Linked DNA regions of Mus musculus: region 2 is linked to region 1. Evidence: chromatin contacts called from public HiChIP or PLAC-seq data. All regions are on one chromosome and are shown on one strand. The core of a region is the stretch at or near the end of the contact, and the rest is flanking DNA. Distances in the headings are between cores, read along the strand shown. Region 1 has its middle 22 kb from the start of Gm30536. Region 2 has its middle 35 kb from the start of Gm14268.

Evidence for each region. HiChIP or PLAC-seq counts read pairs in DNA pulled down with a chosen protein or histone mark.
Region 2: a contact with region 1 is called in an H3K27ac HiChIP or PLAC-seq map of oligodendrocyte precursor cells, with 8 times the contacts expected there. The contact joins two enhancer-like sites. A contact is called at or near these places in 4 of 484 Hi-C or Micro-C datasets (the HPC-7 cell line, bone marrow-derived macrophages, cerebellar granule neurons and 1 more), 2 of 115 datasets of contacts at active chromatin or transcription factors (embryonic stem cells and oligodendrocyte precursor cells) and 4 of 9 other capture datasets (bone marrow-derived macrophages, embryonic stem cells, embryonic tail and 1 more).

The regions. Positions count from the first base shown.
Region 1 is chr2:166,213,135-166,219,927 of GRCm38.p6, forward strand. No RefSeq gene overlaps it. Among named protein-coding and RNA genes, the nearest start is that of Gm30536, 22 kb to the left of the region's middle. RefSeq lists an enhancer at 2,055-4,257. Within about 2 kb of position 2,812, at least 40 of the 459 cell types and tissues checked have an H3K27ac peak or open chromatin away from gene starts, as enhancers often do. A contact at or near this core is called in oligodendrocyte precursor cells, where this site is marked.
Region 2 is chr2:166,352,258-166,358,859 of GRCm38.p6, forward strand. No RefSeq gene overlaps it. Among named protein-coding and RNA genes, the nearest start is that of Gm14268, 35 kb to the right of the region's middle. Within about 2 kb of position 1,389, at least 85 of the 459 cell types and tissues checked have an H3K27ac peak or open chromatin away from gene starts, as enhancers often do. A contact at or near this core is called in oligodendrocyte precursor cells, where this site is marked.

The DNA of each region.
Region 1 (6,793 bases), core at 1,562-4,061:
GAGGGGATCCAGAGCCTGGAGGAGGCTGGCCCACATGGGCTGAGTGACACTCAGAGCTGGAGGGAGCGGCTGTGAGCTGAGGAGCTGTAGGACTTCGCCAACATGCTTCTGCTCTGGCCGGCGCAGGAGAGTTCACTTCTTTGAGAAGATTTGGCCTTGACCATCCTAGGGGTCTGTGGTTCAGACCCGGGTTTTGACATGGTCACATACACAGCTATGTCTGTGTGGCAGCCCTGGGACCCGCTCTGCCCTGCTGTCATGTGGAACATCTCTTACATCTGTCCCCTTCCGTGCCTGCCTGTTTCTGAACCTCATTACACCTGGGCACGCAGAAAGAGGTTCAGGCAAATGGCTCATGAAGCCTCTTTCTAAAGGTTAATGGTGGCTATTGAGGGAAGAGAAGGGCACGAGTGGACGGGCTCAGTGATGGTATGCTGCTTTCAATTAAGTGAGGATAAAGAGACCACTCTCTTGGCAGATACCTGACTGGCCTACCAAGGAGCCTGGTGCCGGGGCATCCTGGGGTCGGACCATCAGCCCTGTAAGCTGGCTTTTTCTCTTTTTTTCTGCTCATTGGAGGGGAGAGAATCAGGGGAGCCCAAGGCCCGAGTCCTGCTTGGCTGCATGGCTGTGTGGAGAGGGATTCTTGGGGTGTTCCAGCCTGGCCAGGTGGCCTCTGGGAGGAAAGATATCTGAGCTCAATCCGGGTGCTCAGAGTGCAGGTTGGCCCTGGGGGAGGAAAGCATCCCTGGAGAGCTCTGCTGTGTCCTGTGTCACTCCCGTGTCACTCAGTCCTTGTCTTGATGCAGGTGGGCACCACTAGAGCTGTCATCAGTCAGAATGAGACAAGTCTTGGCCACAATGATAAAGGAGGATAGTTGCAGACATGAGCAGGTCATCTCCTCCCTGAGCCTCAGTTTCCCCAACATCTATGCCTACTCATTCATGTCTCTATCCTTATCACACTCATACACGCGCACATTGACTCATAGTTCATGTCGGTTGTCAACCTGACTAGATCAGGAGCCAACTAGGGCACAAATGTTCATATGAGGGACTGTCTAGATTGAGGTCCGCTCTTGAGAAATGTGAGTGGAGGATTTGCTTTTATTAACTGAAGTGGGAAGATACACCCTAAGGATGGGCAGAACCTTCCGACAGCAACCCCGATAAAGGGGGATCTGAGAGAAGACCTTCTCTTGTTGCTTCGTTGACTTTGCATCTTGCTGGCATGTTCAGCTGCTCTGCTGTGGTTGCAGCCGCCATTACCGTCACTGCGGCTGCATACCTTTGCTGATTTCACGACCTACTTTCTTTGGTTGTCCAATATGGACTGAAGCCCAGAGGCTTCCAGAAATCCTCCAGGCTTTCGACGCCATCCTGAGACTGCAGAGGCTTCTAGCTTCATAGACCTAGCAGGCACTCTGTTCCAGCCACTGTTGGACCACAGCAGATGGTACGTAAGCCAACTCAATAAATTCCATCCTAATCGGCTCTATTCCTCCAGGGCAGTGGTTCTTAAACTGTGGATTGTGACCCCTGGAGGGGCCGAATGGCCCTTTCACAGGGGTCGCATATCAGATATTCTGCATATCAGATACTTATATTGCTATTCACAACAGTACCAAAATTACAGTTATGAAGTAGCAACAAGAATAATGCTATGGTTGGGGGTCACCACAACACGAGGAACTGTATTAAAGGGTTGAAGTACTAGGAAGGTTGAGAGCCTCTGCTCTAGAGAATTCTGATTAATATACTTGGATTCACATGCTCACACGATCACACACACAGCCACAGGCACACACACTACACACATGTCTACTCTTCTATGTCTGTCAGCTCATGCATACATGCATACACAGTTCGAATTGCTTCCCACGTGAGCACATAATGTACACACATATACTCACATTCATACACTTTCCATACACATGCACACCCACAGACTCATGCACAGCTGTGTTCATTCATACACACACACATGCAAAACACACATACACACAGATATATGTTCTTATACATAAACACATCACACTAACAGAGTAGGCATAATTAAAATGCCAGGCGTGCCTGGGTCTCCCCACAAAGCCCCTAGGATGGACCTGCCCATCATAGGAGGGAGTCCTAGTTGACCCTGGTGACCCCTTCACCTCTCCATGGCAACCAGCCTGACACCTGTTTGTCAGGTTAAAAGCCAGGGGCTGACAGTCTCTCATGTTAATTCATGTAAACCGTCCGCTCAGCTGTTCATCATGAGTTGAGGCAGCAGGCTCATGACTGACAGACGCCTGGTACGTAGTGTGTGTTGGGGGTGAGCTTGGTACAACTAGGGTGAGGTTAGGGGTTAAATACCGTGAACACAGCCAATGGCTGTGGCTTATAGTGCTGGTATCATCAAAGGGCTGATCCCCAAGGTCATATAAGACCCAGTGAAGTCTGGTGTGTCCGGAAGAAAGTGGGTAAAATATATACTCGACTTGACGGACCCTCCCCCAACCAACCCCACCTTAGTTGGGAAGTGGGTGGCTGCGGGGTCTGAATGTGTCCCATACAGTGTTCTCTAGTGACTGGGGTGACTAGGGCCGTGGAAACCCAGGCCTGCTGGCAGGCTCTAAACTCTGCATTTTGTGTTCTCTGGTTGTGGGACACAGTGGGTCTGTGTCCTCAGAATGGTGCCTCTCCTTCAGGGGTCACTTCCAAAGAATGCCAAGTGGCAAGCACCAGAGCTCAGCATTTGATGCTCTGTGGGGACCGAAGCAACCCTCCTTTGTGAGCGATGACAGAGCCATTGGCTGCTGTCCTTCAGCCAGGAGGGGACTTGCTGTGCAATGGCCCCCGCGGCTTCCTAAGTAAGTACCCGTGAAATCAGCCTGTGCTTTCTAGCTGAGCGGACTTTGATACTGAGGAGGGGCCCTGCCCCGGTTTGCTTCCAGCTGGAGAGCAGAGTCCAGAGCAATGGCCAAGCAGCCACTTGTGCCAGCTGCTCAATGGGGCGGGAGATTTCTTGTGAGCCATGGATACAGTGATTGCCAGTTCCTGACCCTTCTCAGCTCCCAGACACTGGTGCTCATGTGTGGCGGGGGCTCTTTGGGGACTGTGGCTGCCATAGTTATATAAGCTCTGTTCCATTTTATTGAATATGCTAGCACTAGGAGGGGTCGTTAGCTTCCTCTTCCGGGTCACCCTGGAACCCAGGTGTCCAACAGCTCAGGAGGCGTGTGAGCCACGTTCCCTAAGGAATCAGGATGGGCTTGTAGGTTGTGCCTCCACTCTCCTTGACCTTGAAGGGGGCATCTGGGTTGTATGTGGGGCCTGGTACGTGGGACCCCAGGGGCTACCATGGCAGAGAAGACTAAATCTTGATTTGTGACTCTCCCTCTGACCATTCGAGCAGGGCTACTCCTCGCTCACAATTCTTGCCTCTTGAGACCTCAAGGGGAGGGACTGCCACTGAAGATCGAGCGTCTGTCACTCATTCTGTCCCCTCAGTCTCTGCCAGACAAACACTGGCAATCAGCCCCTTCTGCAGACTCTCTGGAACAAGTCACTCTCCCAGCTCTTGCTGTGCCCTGTGGGTCTTGCTCTGGCTCGCGGCGCTTGTGTGGCACTGACAGCCCAGTTCCGCAAGGAATCGATCTTGCCCTGGGCACAGGCCCTGAGCTGAGAGAATTGGGCCGGGAGGGCTGAGGAGGTCCGCTCTCCTGCTTCTTGCTCCCATGTGCCTCCAGCTCTTCTCTGAGTCTTCCATCTCTTCTCAGAAGTCCTCGGGGACAGCTCAGTCCCTTTTAAAGCTGCTTCATCCTGATCACCAAGGCCAGCTCAGCCCCATATAGCTCTTCTCTGCAGGTTTCAACCCTATCCCCCTTCCTGATGGGAGTACATGGCTTGTCACGGGGGGTAATACATATGAAAGCCACACAATGCACCTGAGATCCACCCTCCCTCCGTGTCCTTCTGTCCCCTGTAACAAACATAACCCCAGCTGTCCTCAGCAGCCTTTGTGTACATGGGGCCAGAAAACTCACCCAGAAACCCCGGGAGGGGGTGACGTGTGCTGCGCTGAGGACCAGGCCTGGTTATGTATACAGCAGGTACTTCCATGCTTCCTCGAGGCCAGGGTCAGCGGTGCAGGCTGGCAGTGTGTGGCTGACCCTGAAAGAACCGATTCTGCGGGACAATTGTGTTTCATGCATCAGTTCAGACATCCTGTGCAGATGGCTGGGGGTTCTCTGCGTCTTCTGCCGTCTTCACCTGCACAGCAGTAGCCGAGCCCACACGTATTGTGTACCAGGCACCGAGTGAAGCGTCTCCATCCTCCTCATCCTCCCAGCAGCTCTGAGACGGGCACTATGGTGGTCCCTGATCTGTAGACTCGGAGCTGGACACAGAGAGCAAAGCATTCCAAAGTCACTCCGATAGAGTGCGGTATAGCTGGGGCCTCGGTGGTTTGCTTCCTCCAGCATCAGATTCTGGGAGCATCAGTTCCTTGGGGACCGTTCTCTCAATGGTCTGATAGTCAACGGGAGGGACACAGTATCTCTCTTTAGAATCTCCAGGTTCCTGCCAGGACAGTCACTCTGGCCCTACTCTTGTTCATCTCTCTGTCAGGAGCCCCCTCCAGCCACCCCTCCTGGGCTCTGTACCTCTTTCTCCTTCAGGAGTCCTGTTTTCTGTTTCCCATGTTCCATCTGAGCATGCCTGACCCTTGCTGCAGCACCTACGGTTGCTGCTTGGAGCATCCCATCCTGGGAACTTCTGTTTCCAAAGGATGCTGAGTACAGGGCATCAATCCAGCCCCCACACCATCGATCACAGCCACAGGGACCTTCTTGGCTCCAGAGTGTCTCAAAGCATTGGTTGTGGGGTCCAGCCTAGGATATGCCGGGTCCAGGCATTTAGTTTTGAGGGTCTCTATCAACACTAACAATTTGCTCAGAGGATACGTATCAAAATTCCCAATCAAACGACAGGCTGGGACTTAGCTCTCAGTCAGTCAGAGAATCTGCGTTACTGTCTATGATGGTTGGTTTTAACTGTCAACTTGGCACAATCTAGAGTCACCTGGAAAAGAGTCTCAATGGGGGACTGTCTAGATCATAGTGGCCTGCCTGTGGGTGGCATGATTAGTTTTGATTAGTAGGAAGGCTCACCTGCTATGGGCGGCACCATTTGTTGAGGGGAAAGGTGCTGGATTTCATCGGATCACTGGCATGTATGAATGCATTTATTCATGTCTCCCTGCTCTTGACTGGATGCAGTATGACCAACTACATCAAGTCACACAGCTTGATAGCTCCTGCAGCCCACGACTTCCTCAGAAAGGTGGAATTTGTGGCCCAAAATTCTGAGCCCAATAAACCATTTCTTCCTTATGCTGATTTTTCAGGGTAATTTAAAAATGTACAGCAATAGAAAATGAAATTAAGACAGCATCCAGTCAGGCAATGTGATTTTTATTTTTTTTAATTTTATTTTATTTTATGCGTATGGGTGTTTTTGTCAGCACATATGTCTGTGAACCACATGGATGTCTGATCCCTTCAGAAGCCAGAAGAAGGCGTCAAATCCCCTGGGATTGGAGCTACAGAGTGTTATGAACCACCATGTGAGTGCTGGGAGCCAAACCTGGGTCCTTTGGAAGAGCAGTCAGTGCTTTTAACCACAGAGTCACCCGTCCATCCCTAACATGACATTTCTTTGTGATGGCTGAGTACAAGTTTTTCCCTGGCAGGGTCACAGAGTACACAGAAAACTCAGACCAAGTCAGATGCAAAAGAACGCGCCCCTGCGCAGAGACTGTCAAGGCAGTCATCTGCATATGTACGTACGGACTGGTTCCTTCACTTAACATACGGATGGGCACCTCCCCTGCCACCACAGCTGCTGCACTCCAGCTGTTCAGACATGGCAGCGAGCACTATCCATCTGTTGACAATAGTGCCCTGCCTCAGAGGATGACAGGGTCCAGGTAAACCAATTAGAAGGCAGTTTTAGGGGAAGCTGATGAGGAACCAGGGGGAGCTGATGCAGGAACAGAAGCAGACGGGAGAGAGGGAGGGCGTCCTGGGGCAGGGCAACAGTTTCATTGTAGGATACAGAGGGGAGGGTCTCTCTGAGGAGGTGACTCCTTAAGGGTAAGGAGCAGCTATCAGGGAGATCTGAAGGGATTATGCTAAGTGTAAGAATAGCATGTTTATAGTCTCAGAGGAAGGGCCAAGGCAGAGGATGGAGGAACAAGTCGGGATGCTGAAGGAGGGTGTGGTGGGAGATTCGGTCTGGATACACTTGAGCGGCTATCAAGGGAGACAGGAAGAGGAGGGAAGAGGATCGGCACGGTGTTGTTTAGAGTCTCAGCATCTGGGAGGTGTTACCTCTGGCCGAACATTCAGCTTCCACCCCATCTCTACAGGCACACGGGCTTCTCTTATCCAGGCCTCCGAGGTTATACATTTGCTTAGTTGATCAGGTGATCAACTGAGTCCGGTGGTCATCCTAACTGGAGAGTGCAGGGTCTCTTTTAAGGCACCATGGGAAAACTTTACATACAGGTAAACATATCGTGATCTCTCCATGGAAACAGACTGCAGAAGAAAGCGTTCACACAGCTTCTGAGTGGTGGAGAGGGTCATTCCTCATTGATTTGGTTAGGAGGATCCGCTACACTTTCCAGTAATACACTCCCTCGCTCACTCATGTTCATCTCTTCTCATGGAACACGGGGGAGGTATTTCTATGCTGTTTATATTTATGGTTCTTTTGTCTAACCTAACAGAGAACTATTAAAAAACAA
Region 2 (6,602 bases), core at 139-2,638, 140 kb after region 1:
GGGATGGACTGAGTTGATGGTTTCATCAGACTATTGACTAACCAGAGTCAGCACAGGCAATGACTCAAGAAGCTCCTGGGGACACCGCTCTCCCCAGCCATGACAACCCCAACATTAACCCTCTGCTGGCCGAGGCATGGAGAGGCCTTAATCCAGGGTCCTAAGGCAGCCAGGATGACAGACAGTAAGCAGGCAGCAGAGGTTGGAAAATCAGGTCACAGCCCTGCCATCATCACTGTTTGCCACACAGATAACCTTGCTCCACCTCTATAGGACAGGTGGGGAAACTGAGACCAGATACTCTGCCAGGGGATGAATGACATTAGCTCAAGTCTGACCGTCAAGGTCATGGGCTGATCAAACAAAGATGAACAAGAAATAAGCAAAAGCATAAACATTGGCGAACGCCTCTAAGAACTCAACCTCTAGATTCCCTAGAAAATTCTGAAGCTTTGGCCACACTGGGCACACGTGTCAGGGCACAGTGACAATTGTGTGAGCTGTATGGTGGTCACCTATGGGCCTGGGATCTTTAGTTTGGCAGTCCCATCCCTCTGTTCCCTCTGCTCACTCATGCCCCTGTCCCCAGCTTTCTGTCCTATCAGTGACTTTTCGTACTCGCATGATCCAGGACCCAGTGTTTAGACAATATTTCTTTATTTATACAAGAAATGAAGTTAAAACATACACAAAGCTAGGCAGGTCCTTCTCTGTCTGCAGAGTTCCTGTGGTGTGAAGAAGAGTTTCCTCCTGCTGGCTCAGGCTCCTTCCGTCAGGTAGAGTGAGTGAGGACACAAGGCCCGGGTGGGCAACAACACGGCTGAGCAGAGAAAGGCTGAGTGCAAAAGAGCGGGAGGCCTGGGCAGTGCAAGGTCAGATCCAGTCCAGCAGTCAGGCAGGGCTGCGGCCTGCACACATCCAGTAGCTCCTGATAGCATTGTGTACAGTCCTCGATACGCTGATTTCTCTTTGTTATCATAGATGGGTCCAAGACAGGGACAGAGCAAGGTACACCTAGGGGAATGAGAGGACAGAGTGGAACAGACTGAAAGATAGGAGAGGGGGGAGGTGAGGGAAGATGCAGTTCTAGGGAGCAAGGAAAAGCAGAGGAAAGTGGGGGCAGGACACAGGCTGCAGGAGTGGGGGAGGAGTTAGGACCCAGCCACTGAGGTCTCTAGAGTTCAAGGCTGGCAAGGATTCATATCCCCAGAGTGTTCTAGCAGCTGTTCAGCCAGGTGACAGTAATGATGGGCTCCAACTGCCAGACTACTGGACCCCACGTGATACACACATGTCACCCAGGGCCTCTGTGTCCCCTGTATACAGTTCACTGTGCCCACCCAAGAGACATGAGGCCTGGCACTGTGGAGTCAGAGCCAATGGCCCTCCCCAGGAAGCGAGAGGGGCCAGATGTGCTTTTGTGGTCTCCATGGAGACCTGCCAACTAGGCGTCCTCCAAGGGCAGAGGCCTCAGAGCTTCAGTTTTTGCCAGGCTTTTGATAGAATGCACACATTTTAAGCAGATCTGCCAGGCACGTGACAGGCCAAGGCATCCCTCCCAGCTACAGGGGCCCAGATGACCAGCGCACCCAGAGCACGGACAGCCAGCCGCATGGCTGCCTCGATAGCAGTGAGCATCACATGTGCAGCTTTTGGGTTTTGCTCAGCTCCACCTGCCATTGTTAAAGCAAGCCCTGCCAGCTCTGCTTCCAGCAGGAAGGCCCCTTGGCTCTGTCCTGGGCGAGAGGAAGAGTAATGACCTCGATGTGGCTTGAGCAGGAAACAAAGCCATCTGAGCGGGAGCAAAGGATGACTCAGAGACTACGAGGCTATTTATTTGTTCAGCCAGCAAACCCCAAACCTTCTTAGATCCAAACCGTGAGCAGTCAGGGCACGGTCCCTCCTCTAGGGGGTCGGATGCTAAGCACATCAACAGATGACAGTGATGACTCCCAGTTGAGGAGACACAGAGACCGAAGGTTAGAGAATGGCGAGGATAGGGTGGGGCATGAAGAAAAGCAGTTCTAAGCAGTAGACACGTGAGACAGAAGCTGAATGAAGAAGAGGAGCCAAATGAGAGGACAGGGAAGAGGGACCCAGGGGGAAGGAACAGCCAGGACAAAGGCTCAGAGCCTCCCAACTGCTGGTACCCACTTGGCCCATGAAGATGGAGGATGTCTCCATCCCTCAGAAGGGCTCCTCCCTTTTTCTTCAAGGGTTGGTGAAGGGTGAGTGCCACAGGTTCCCTCTCATACTAACTCATCTGCCAGCCTTCAAAGAGAACCTCTAAAATCCCAGAGCAGCAGCTCCTAAGGCCAGCAAGTTCCCAGCGTCAGCCTCCATTGCACAACCAAAGCTGTTCCCCACACCCTTGTCTCCTCACACCAGTTTTACACCAAGCCACACACAAAGTGACACCAGCTAGGACGTCGCTGCCCATCTCCAGGTTCTGCAGACAGTTACTAAAATAACAACTGTGTATCTGGAGAACACCCCAAAACACCCACAGAGGGTCTTTTGGGAAACGGCTATCCCGGCTCAGCCCCTGAGCCGATGCATCTCTAAGGGATTCAGAGCTAGAAAGATTTTTCTAAAGCCTCCTATGATTAGAGAGCTCCCACCCCTACCCCAGACTCTGCACTCCCCTTCTGCCCTCTGCCCTGAATGATTCTCAGGTGACATTTGGGGCAATTTGATGACCCAGGCCATTTAGGTCTCGGGAATGTTCTGTCTCTGTCTAGCTGTCCCCTTCCCTCCTCCCCGCTTTTTTTTTTTTTTTTTTTTTTTGGAGACAGGGTTTCTCTGTGTAGCCCTGGCTGTCCTAGAACTCACTCTGTAGACCAGGCTGGCCTCGAACTCAGAAATCCACCTGCCTCTGCCTCCTAAGTGCTGGGATTAAAGGCGTGCGCCACCACCACCCGGCTCCTCCCCTCTCTTTCTCTTCTGCCCCACTCCCTACCTCCACCCTCTGCTCTCCACAGCTCTGAAATCACCAGCAGGGTTTGCAGCCCGAGATCTTCCTCATACATTTATTCTCTCCACGTGGAAGGGGCCACTAATTTCATCTCTGCTCATGAAGAGTCAAAGATTCTAACTGGTGATACTGGAATTTGAATGTGAAACGCTCCCCATTGGCTCATGGATTTAACTGCTTGCTCCCCACCCTGACCCCAACTGGTGGTGCAGTTTAGGAAGGTTAGAGCCTTTAGGGGGAAGATCCTCTGTGATGGAGGGATGGATCACTGGGGCGGGCCTTAAGGTTTTATAGCCCGGCTCCACTTTTTTTTAAACTCTCCTTCCTGATGAGGAATACCATGTGACCAGCCAGCCTCCTGTTTCCTGCCTGCTCCCACACCTTCCCTGCCTCCGTGGGATGATCCTCTCGACTTGTAATCCAGAATAATGTCCCTTAAGTGGCTTCGTGTGAGGAGATTTAAATAAGAAAAGTCACTAATGCATTTTGAAATGCTCATCCTATCTGGGGTCAGCCAAGCTGCCTCCAGCAGAGAGAGCCCCGGGAGTTGTGGATAACAGAGACATTTGTGGACCTCATAGTTATTATCAAGAGCTTCCTTATGGAGATGGATGGCAGACCCAGCTCAGGTCTGTGGAGAGAAAGGGACAAGAAACCCTTCCTTAGAGAGCTTACTCTCTTTGGGGGAGCGGGATCATTCACAAAGAAGCAAATGAAGGCATCACCTCTAGCAACATGAACAAATGAATGGCTGAATGAATGAATGAATGAATCCCGGGTTTCCATGGCTTTCCATAAACAAATTTCTTTTCATCCTTCAAGGCTTGGCTTTCCTCTGTTCCACCCTGGCAGCCTCCCAACTCTGCAGTACCTATGTTTCATCCTGTGCCCCGCAGCCAACTGCCAGCAGCTGGGCTGTGGGGTGGATGGCTACAGATCAGTGAGCATGTGTTTGTGTTCAGGAAGTGTGACTGGGATGGGATCATGTTTACATAAGCTGCATGACAAGTGGATGCATTCGTGTCCGTGCCCATGGAGGAGGCTGTGAAGATGGGGCGCAGTGGACCGTATTTTGTGGGTTGGAATGATGTCGTCTTTGGCAAGGTTATGGTGGGTGATTACCAAAGGGGACACAGACTACACTGTCCTGCTGGTGGCCCAGAGCTGCAGAGGAAGAGAGATTTCTGCCTGGCACTGACCTCACAGCAGCGGGGAATAGAATAGGGGAGAGAGCCCCACAAATCCTGATGGGGCATTGTGCCCTGCCTCCTGGAGTTCCTGGAGCCATTTCAAGGGAAGTCCGAGGTTACCTGTGTAAGCCATGGATGTACGTGAGGCAGCCCAGGTTGATTTGGCAATTGCCTGCCAAACCCCTCCTCTGTGTAGGTCATTTAAGGCCCGAAGTGCCTGCCTTGTGGAGGCCATGGCTGCCTTAACTGATCGACCATCAAGGACTCCCTGAGATGGGCGGAACCCACGCAGACCACAAGGCTACCCGGCCCTGTCGCTGTGAGCTCTGCCTTGTTAGATAGATGGCTTGGTTCCTTGGCTCGCTGGTGCCCTTTGTGGGCAAAATAAAATAAAAGTTAGATGCCTATTCCAATAGCGTGAAGCTGCGTTTAGACAGTGTTCTCCGTAATGCTAGCTGTCAGGGTCATGGTCATGGTCATGGTCACTGCAGCATTCCCACGCACAAACCTGAGAATGGTGCTGCCTTAGACTCCATGATCATGATACCTGCCTCTCCTCTCCTCTCCTCTCCTCTCCTCTCCTCTCCTCTCCTCTCCTCTCCTCTCCTCTCCTCTCCTCTCCTCTCCTCTCCCCTCCTCTCCTCTCTTCTCTTTCTCTTTTTCATTAAAAATTATTTATTTGTTTGTTTGTTTGTTTATTGTATATGAGTACACTGTAGCTGTCTTCAGACACACCAGAAGAGGGCATCAGATCCCATTACAGATGGTTGTGAGCCACATGTGGTTGCTGGGAATTGAACTCAGGACCTCTGGAAGAACAGTCAGTGTGCTCTTAGCCGCTGAGCCATCTCTCCAGCCCCTGCCTCTCCTCTCATATGGCCACCTTAGAGGCCCCAGAAGACTCTTGGGGCTCTTTCCCCTGTCCCTTACTCTGGACACCTCTTGTCAGTGGCCCAACATGCTCTATTCCTTTGAAATACTGGCTTGCCCAGCATTAATGGAAACTCACTTATTGTCTCCACTTGACACTGGATGCCAGACGCCTCAGCCCCCTGAAATGTCTACTTTCACCCCCCCACCCCCAATTCGACCTCCACTGTCCCAGAGAATATCATCAGATGAGGGAGGCAGGCATCAGTCACAGGCTCAGAGTCCTGGCTTGCTCCTCACACCCTCCTTCCACTCCACCACTAGCAGTTATCCCTCCAAATCACTGAGATTTCTGTCAGAAAAGTCTCCTGGACAACAGCCTAGCTCCTTGTCCTGTTCCTGGGGAGGCTGGCTAGGTGGGTGTGTCTCTCCGTGAGGTCAAAGTGCAGATCCCTTGGTGGGAACCAACACAGTGACTGCTTGGGTAGGGTACGGTGGGACTGCGCCAAGGTCCTGGGCTGAGGGGACACAGCTTCTCTCTCCAGGTCCATCCAGGTCACAGCCGTGGCTGGAAGCAGCTTCAGGCTCTTGTGCTTGGAGGCCTGGAAGCACTTCACACGTGGTTCCAGATGACAGCCAGGCTCTGTGCCGTGAGGCTGTGCAAAAGTAAATGCACTCTAGGACGAGCCAGGCCACCCCACCCCCATGCACACTTCCCGTTCTGACATCTACCATGAGTTCCACCCTGATGAGTAGCCCTGGGCATCAAGTCAGGCCTGCTGTGAGAGGATGCTGTGTAACCCTGGCTGGCAGAGTCTGTGGCTACGTGGTGATGCCCACACAGCAGCCACGTCAGCTTCATGTTGGCTGGGTCCAGTTTTGAGTTTCAGAGTGCAGATCCACACTTCTGGCTCCCTCTACAGAGATCACACACTCAAAGCCAATCTCCCACGGAGTTTTTCCTGTGGTAAAGCCTCCTTCAGGAGGTGCGGGTTCCAAGTCACATTCGGCAGGGCTGAGCTCCTCCTGGCTGGCTTCTGCAGGGGCTGAGGGTGCAGCACCCCTTCTGCAGTTAAGTCTCTAGTCTGCTCTGGAAGCCACCTGCAGTGGTGATGTGCTACAGCAGCCTGGGTTTCTGCAGGTCAGATGTGTGCCGCAGGCCTGGCATCCTCTCTCCTCACTCCCTTCCAGGCACGTGGGATGCCTGTCACACAGCTTCCATCTCCCCTCAAGTCCAATAATGGATGCTTCTAGAACAAACTCCCAGCAGCCTCCTCCAGAAAGTCCTCCCACAGCCCCCCTCAGGCAACAGAGACAGATGACCACACAAGGAGGATGCATGTTGTTTTGAAGATGCTTCCAGCTCAGGCCTTTATGTCCTACTGTGGAATAAAGAAGGGGTGTCCAGAATCCAGGGACTCTCCTCTGGTCTACCCTACTCCCATTTACCCAGCACCAGCCTCCCCCACCCCCCACAATACAGATTATACCTAGAGCTGACCCCAGGACACCACTTCCCACGAATACATTGAAGTATGGGAAGCAGAGGACATACCAAGAAATATGGG